2 separate regions of the Sus scrofa genome follow, and region 1 is linked to region 2. A link is a contact called in public promoter capture Hi-C data. All regions are on one chromosome and are shown on one strand. Each heading gives the region's core, a stretch centred on a gene start, on an enhancer-like site or on the middle of the called end of the contact. The rest is flanking DNA. Distances are from core to core; before and after follow the strand shown.

Region 1 (3,890 bases), core at 122-2,621, 400 kb before region 2:
GGAAGGAGGGTCTGTATCCACCAGCCTATGCCACAGCCACAGCCACAGCCACGCTGGATCTGATCTGTGTCTGTGACCTACACACAGCTCACGGCAATGCCTGATCCTTAACAGGCCAGGGATCAAGCCCAGAACCTCATGGTTACTAGCCAGATTCGCTGCTGCTGCGCAACAATGGGAACTCCTTCCAGTACTTCTTTACCCAAACAAGTAGAGCCTCTGATTTTCTTAAATCAGTTTCAAGCCCCACAAATCAAGCACAGGTTTACTGTCATGGACACTACACCCTCCACGGCTTAGGAATTGTACCATTTCTGAGTGATGCTGTTCTATCAGGTTTGAAAAAGGTTCACTCAGGGCGCAGGTCACACGCAAATGAACCCTAGCCTAGAGTCCAGGAACATGGTTACCATGGAAGCAGCTGGTCCTACCCAAACCCCTTCTGTTCTGTAGCTTGCTCACACTTGAATTAGCCTTTCCTGCGGTTAGCTGCCTCAATGCGCCCTCTTTTCCCTAATATACTCCCCTCCCAGCCCCAAACTGCTGATACTAACTTCAGGAAACTACAAAGAAAAATAAATGATTTTTTTCCTGAGTAAAATATCTTAAGGCTACAATTATGTACCAAGTACCTTTCTGAGCTGTTATCAGATACCTTAATATTTTTAATTTCGAAGAAAAGCTATCAACGCGAAAGACATTTGCTCTCATCTTTGAAACTCAAGAAAAAGGATGGGGGGCGAAGCGGAACGGAATATAGATACCAAAAGAAGAGTTTCCATGAACAGAACATTCAGCTAAACTGACTTTCTCTTTGAGGCAAAACGAAAATATTTCAAGAACATCTAAGTAAAGTTGCCAAAGGTCCCTCAGCTACCAAGATTACAACAACACAAAGGAGAGCGAAGGGCCCAGGGACAAGAGAAAAGATCTCCCTCTCCGTCCCTCCCTTTCCCGCGCCGGGAAATCGGGACCCGGCCGGAAAAGCCAAGGGGGTCACTCGCTAGACGGTGAGTCCTCCGAGCCTCTGAGCTGCAGGTGGGGAACTCGGGGGCGCGGGGGGGGGGTGTCTCTGGGGAGGTGGCAATATTAGCACAGCAACGGCCCAGAGGAAGGGACAGAAGAGGGGGGAGGGCGGAGAAAAGGGGAAGAAAAAGGGAGCAAAAGAGAAGGGAGGAGCAGGCGAAGACGGTGGAGGACACGGGTCGGGCGCCGGATCGAGGGGCATGAGGCAAGGAGCCGCAGCGCGCAGTCACCCCCTCTGTGGCTCTTCGCCCCAGCGCTCACTCCAAACCCGAGGGAAAAGACGAGGGAGCACTTACCTGGAAAACTGTGATCTCGTGACCTCACTGTCCGTTTAACGCCTGCACTGGCCTGCAGAGGTCGACTTCCGCGGAACCCCGCCCCCCGGCACCTGGTGGTCGCTCTAGGATCCTGGAGGCTTCCCTCTCGGTGGTTCGGTGGTTCGTGAGCCGACGACCTGAAAGGAGAGAGGAAAGGGTTCTATTTACCCAGAAGGCATTTTAGGTTTTTTACCTCCCTTAATCCTGCAGAGCAGACGTTACAGTCCTCCTCTCATATATAAGAAACCCGAAGAGTTTCCTGGTGGCTCAGCAGGTTAAGGATCCCGAATTGTCGCTGTTGCTCTGGTCAGTGGTCTGGGAACATCCACAACCGTCGGGGAATGCCACCAAACAGATAACTTTTCTGAGCTGGACAACTAATAAAAGAGCAGAGGTGAAATTTGAACCTAGATCTGTAACAGTCCAGTTCCTTCCAGGGGGACCAGCAAATATAGCTCCTGAGGGCTTAAGTCTCAGAAAGTAATCCCCATATTAATTTGTTGTGCTTTGTTTGTTTTTTTTTGGCCAAGTCTGAAGCATTCGGAAGTTCCCAGGCCAGGGATCCAACCCGGGCCACAAAAGTGACAAGCCAAGTCCCTAACCACTGGGCCACCAGAGACCTCCCCTATATTAATTGTAAATTTAGCGCTATTCAAATAACAATTCAAATCTTTAATAAGTAGATTTTTGGAGTTGAAGACTGCCTGGGCAAACTGAAAAAGAAGGGAGATGAAGGGGCACTTGTCCTAAAGGATTTTAAACATATTATAAAGCCTTAATAATTAAACAGTGTAGTACTGGTAGGTGAGATAGACATACAAATGATACAGAATAGAAAGTTCAGAAATAGATGCAAATGTTGGGAGTTCCCATTGTGGCTCAGTGAGTTATGAACCCAACTAGTATCCATGAGGATGCAGGTTCAATCCCTGGCCTCACTTAGTGGGTCAATGATCTGGCATTACCATGAGCTGTGGTGTAGATTACAGATGTGGCTTGGATCCCGAGTCGTGGTGGCTGTGGCTGTGGCTCTGGCCAGCAGCTGCAGCTCCAATTCAACGCCTAGCCTGGGAACTTCCATATCCCGTGGGCAAGGCCCTTAAAAAAATAAAAAGACAAAAAAAAAAAAAAAAAAAAAAGGAAATAGAAGCAAACGTTATGAAAGGGTTGGGCTGCTCCACCACTCTAAGGCCAATAAAGAGGCAAGATCTGTGGAAAGGAAAGTTTGCTTTATTTCGGAGGCTGGTGATGGGGGAGGGAAGGCTACTCCTTTACCAAGTCTGACTCCCTCCACTGACAATCAGTAGGCAAGAGCTTTCATAGGCAGAAGCAGCATGATCACCTCTGACAGTCATCTTGAAATTGGTCATATGGTGGTCTGATCAGCATCATCTTGATTGTTTAAGAATAGTTAGTCTTCAGTTCCAGGGCTGGTTTGTCCTCGTTTCTTTGAGGCCAATTGGAATTGTGGGCGGCTTATGTCAAGGCTACAGTCTGGTCATCGTGCAGTGACCTTCTACCTGATGCGGGTTTTGGCTCACAGGATATGGCTCAGAATATTATGTATAGCCCTTGAGGAGGAACTAAGCCCTTGACTTTGTTTAATGACTAAACTATTACTATTTGGTCTCGTTTGTTTTCCTTTTGAGTGTTTTCTCACTTCTCTGGTTAAACCTATTCTTTGACTAAAGTTATTCTACAGACAAAAGGCAGGCAGAGGACATGGGGGCGGGGGGAGGACCATAGGGCATTGTGCCATTTCACAATCACAAGAAGAAGTCCAGCATATAATAAAGGGAGCAAATCAGTAAGAAAAAGATGAACAGGAGTTCCCGTCTTGGCGCAGCAGAAATGAATACAACTAGGAACCATGAGGCTGTGGGTTGGATCCCTGGCCTTGCTCAGTGGGTTAAGGATCTGGCATTGCTATGAGCTGTGGTGTAGGTCGCAGACACGGCTCGGATCTGGCGTTGCTGTGGCTCTGGCGTAGGCCAGCAGCAACAGCTCTGATTGGTCCCCAGCCTGGGAACCTCCATATGCCATGGGTGTGGCCCTAAAAAGACAAAAGACAGAAAAAGACGAACAGACTTTTCAATAAATGTATGGGGAGAACTGAGTAATCATCTAGAAAAACATTAAATTGGACTCCTACTCACTCTGTACACCAATAAATATTCCAAATAAATCCAAGTTGTAAATGTTACAAATGAAACAATAAAGGTACCAGAGGAAAACATGGGTGAAGTCTTTTATAACTTCAGAATAGGAAGGCTTTTCTTTTTTATTTTTTCCTTTCTTTTTTGGCTGCACACTCAGCATATTTAAGTTCCTGGGCCAGGGATCCAATCCAAGCCATGTCTTCAATCTACACCACAGCTATGCCAACACCAGATCTTTAACCCACTGTGCCAAGCCGGAATCGAGCTGGCAACACCACAGAGACAAGCCGGATCACCAACTAACTGCACCACAATGGAAACTCCATGGAAGGCCTTTCTAATTATGAGCCAAAAATCTAGATTTTGAAGAGATTGATAAATCTGACAC
Region 2 (4,079 bases), core at 660-3,159:
ACTTTCTTATGCAATTTGAACAAATGGTAAATTTTGAATCAAGTGGTCAGTTGGTAAAATAACACTTCTTTTGGATGGACTTCCAGGTTTTTCCCGGGAGAGACAAACTAGTTTTAAATATGCCATTCTTAAGGGCCTAAAATGAAGAGATGGGATCCTGACTTCTTGATTTTAAGATAGGGGAACAGCTCTTCTTCTTCTGTACTATTTTAAAATTTTTATTACAATCAGTAGAGGAACAGTAAATCCAAGGGACATGCAGAGAAAAAAAACACAGTAGGGAGTAGGACCTAATCCCTCCCTTACAGAGAAATTTCACTCAGAGAAATTAGGGTGTGGAGAAAATGATGAGTTCTTTCCACAAAGCCGCAGGGAGGGCCCTGAATTCTCCCAGTTAGGCTTAATTCACAAAGGGAAACCGTTGTAAGCTTCAAATTGCGAGCGCAGCATCTGGATTGGCTACCAATCCAAGGTGGAACTTGATAGATGCGTGCGAAGATCTGAACTGGGTTCTCACTTCCATTTCTTTCTTTACTACCTTTCCAACTTGCTATTCGGCAAATCCAAACTCATGGAAAAGAGCCGGCATCTCTCGCCAAAGAAAAATATGGGGAAAAAAACAAACAAACAAAAATGATTGTACCTTTCTGCTGTGTGCCAAGCGCTTTAGTCAGGTACGTTTAAGTTCAAATTAAAGATGGAGCTCTCAAGGGATTGTTCACGAAAGCTTTTGCCAGGGTGATATTTTAAAAGGCGAGAGGGTTTTGTTTTAGGAAACGGTATTTTGGAAATTCCCATCGCGGCACAGCTAAAACGAATTCGACTAGGAACCATGACGTTACGGCTCGATCCCTGGCCTCGCTCAGTGGGTTAAGGATCCTGCGTTGCTGTGGCGTAGGCGAGCGGCTACAACTGATTCAACCCCTAGTCTGGGAAGCTCCACACACCACGAGGATGCGGCCCTAAAAAGCAAACAAAAAACTATTTTGTTTCCTTTACTACACTTGTCTATCATGCACCTGATCCTTCTCGACATAAACATTTAACACAATATTGAGCGTTGCTGCAGCGCCACCTACATCTTAGTGGAAGTAACTTCTAACAAGATCAAAAAAAAAAAGCGGAAATTGCTTCTTTGCAGCAAATAAAAAAAACCTCTGTATAAAGTGAGTGCCAGGTCTCTTTAGAAGACTGAGTGGCTCTGAAAAGAGCCTTTGTGATGTGGGACGAGCCTTACCAGTCGCTCCGCTGCAGGCTGGCTCACTTGGAGCTGGTGTACTTGGTGACAGCCTTGGTGCCCTCGGACACGGCGTGCTTGGCCAGCTCCCCGGGCAGCAGCAGCGCACGGCCGTCTGGATCTCCCGGGACGTGATGGTCGAGCGCTTGTTGTAATGCGCCAGCCGCGAGGCCTCGCCGGCAATGCGCTCAAAGATGTCGTTGACGAAGGAGTTCATGATGCCCATGGCCTTGGACGAGATGCCGGTGTCGGGGTGGACCTGCTTCAGCACCTTGTACACGTACACCGAGTAGCTCTCCTTGCGGCTGCGTTTACGCTTCTTGCCATCCTTCTTCTGCGCCTTGGTCACCGCCTTCTTGGAGCCCTTCTTTGGGGCCGGAGCGGACTTGGAGGGCTCAGGCATAGTCAGGAATCAATCTGCGAACAACCCAAAGGTAAAAGGAAAGAGAATGAGACCGTCTGCTCCGTTCTCAGCTTCTTATACAAAGGAGGCAGCGAGCAAAGTCATGATTGGTGGTGAATCGTGGACACGTCACTTGATAGTTTTGACCAATCAAAATAAGTGTATTTCAAAGCTAGGATTTCATTGGGTTAAGAAAAACTGCGGCTTTGGCCAATGGCACACTTTCATTTTCGCGCCCTGTAAAGACTATAAATGGTAGCACTTACTGTATAGCTCCACAACTTATTGTACCGGTTGTGTTTATTTCATTGATCATGTCTGGACGGGGTAAGCAAGGTGGTAAAACTCGCGCCAAGGCTAAAACGCGCTCTTCCCGAGCCGGACTTCAGTTCCCAGTGGGAAGAGTTCACCGTCTGCTCCGCAAAGGAAATTATTCCGAGCGGGTTGGCGCCGGCGCGCCAGTGTATTTGGCTGCTGTGCTGGAGTACTTGACAGCTGAGATCCTGGAGCTGGCGGGCAACGCGGCCCGCGACAACAAGAAGACGCGCATTATTCCGCGGCACTTGCAGCTGGCCATCCGCAACGACGAGGAGCTCAACAAGTTGCTGGGCAAAGTCACCATCGCTCAGGGCGGCGTCCTGCCCAACATCCAGGCGGTACTACTGCCCAAGAAAACTGAGAGCCACCACAAGCCTAAGGGCAAGTAGAGGTTTGGTGTCCTTTGTAACTCAGACCTTCCCAAACCAAAGGCTCTTTTCAGAGCCACCTACTTTAGCAACAAAAGGAGCTGTGCTTTTGAAGTCGCACTGTTTTTCAGGTAGCAAAGTTTGGCCAGGGACTTTCCCTAGTACGTTAGTTGCTTTCCTAAACATGAAACTGTTTTCCTCAGTAATCTCAATTAAATTTAGAGGAGAGCAAGATTCACGCATCTCTGTAGTTCCCCTACAGAGTCAAAGTCCTGAGACAAAAACTAGCACCCTGTGATCTTAGCCTCATTCTCCTAAATCGGTAGAATCTTTGCACCACTCACTTTACTAAATGGCAATACAGTAGTAATCCAGGCAGGTAAATTCTTTGTTTAAATAGCTTCAGGTAGAGAATACATTTCATAGTGAACTTAACGTAAATGATGAAGTAAAGACACTATGGAAACTACATTTGGAAGTGGTTGCCTTAACAAATATGAAAAGTGGGTATTGTAAATTGCCATATCAGGTTCTTAGTCCTATGATGTCAATTTTTTTACTTCCTTCTCCCATCATCACTCTCACCCTTCCCTCCAATCACCAAGTCACCCTAGCTAGAGAGGGCCTTCAATTCTCCACATCAGTCAATGTGTACTTTTCCTTATGAAAAATTTTGATGAGAACGAGTTTCTATAGCATTCCTAGTCCACTGGAATAAGTTTTGAGTTTTCTGAAATACTTGAATTTCCTATATATGTCTCAACTGCAATCACATGTAAATAATACTGCTTGGAATAAAAGTGACCACAAGCAATCACAAAAGGAGGTATTACCTTTCTTCCCTTTTCTAACTTGTGATTATTTGATATGGGAAGATCCAAATCTAATTATTCAATTTTTTCCCTCTTTAAAAGCCAGCTGCATTTTGAGTTTTTAAATTTTAAACAACCATATTTCATATCAAGAACTGTAAAGTAAATGGTACAGCTCCAAGGGAGGCCTATAAGTTCTTTCAATTTATAATAAAATATGTAGTTACTCGTATTGATGTTGACGATGCAATTACTAACACTTTCTTTATTGCATTATTTCTATTCCCCACAAGAACCACCACATTGTTAAACTCATGCCTGCCTTAATAATTACTGGTTGGGGGGGGTTATTTTGAGTTTTGTTTTGTTTTTTGCTTTTGACCACAGTCCTGGCATGCAGAAATTCCTGGGCAGGGATGGAACTGGCAGTGGCAACCCTGGATCCTTAACCCATTGCACCACAAGGGAACTCCGACTGATGTGGTTTTGATAGATCAAATCAGAACTTATAGCCAAATAATTGATAAATGAATATAAATTTTTTGTTTAACATAAAATGGTCAAATATGATATATCATTGTTTGTTTATAATTCCACCATAACTGAATTTTTAAAAATTGACTATTCCAATTTCATTGGATAAAGCACTTGCTGTTCTTCTTTATACATAATTAGAAAAAAAGTAAAACTTGGATTTAAAAAATGGAGATTTAAAAACTTCCCAAAAATCTTGCCAAGATAATTTAGATCATTTCTAATTTAATTTAATTTTTTTTAATTTTTATTTTTTTGCTTTTTAGGGCCACACTTGGGGCCTATGGAAGTTCCCAAGTGAGGCATCAATCAGAGCTACAGCTGTCAGCCTACACCACAGCCACAGCAATGCAGGATCCAAGCCACATCTGTGACCTACATACACCGAAGCTCAAGGCAATACCAGA

Evidence for each region. Promoter capture Hi-C pulls out the DNA fragments that hold promoters and counts their contacts.
Region 1: a contact with region 2 is called in a promoter capture Hi-C map of liver, with 4 times the contacts expected there. The contact joins the promoter of ZNF389 here to the promoter of LOC100154508 in region 2. A contact is called at or near these places in 1 of 5 promoter capture datasets (liver) and 2 of 47 Hi-C or Micro-C datasets (embryonic fibroblasts and heart right ventricle).

What each region holds. Positions count from the first base shown.
Region 1 is chr7:22,004,865-22,008,754 of Sscrofa11.1, reverse strand. ZNF389 (zinc finger protein 389) reads right to left here and starts at 1,371. Exons shown (of 2, transcript NM_001145130.1): 1 at 1,323-1,371.
Region 2 is chr7:21,604,397-21,608,475 of Sscrofa11.1, reverse strand. LOC100154508 (histone H2A type 1-F-like) reads left to right here and starts at 1,909. Exons shown (of 1, transcript XM_013977504.2): 1 at 1,909-2,418. The coding sequence starts at 1,955. The coding sequence ends at 2,347. LOC100525821 reads left to right here. Exons shown (of 4, transcript XM_021099852.1): 3 at 1,210-1,221. LOC100621915 (histone H2B type 1-N) reads right to left here and starts at 1,722. Exons shown (of 2, transcript XM_013977505.2): 1 at 1,238-1,722. The coding sequence starts at 1,640.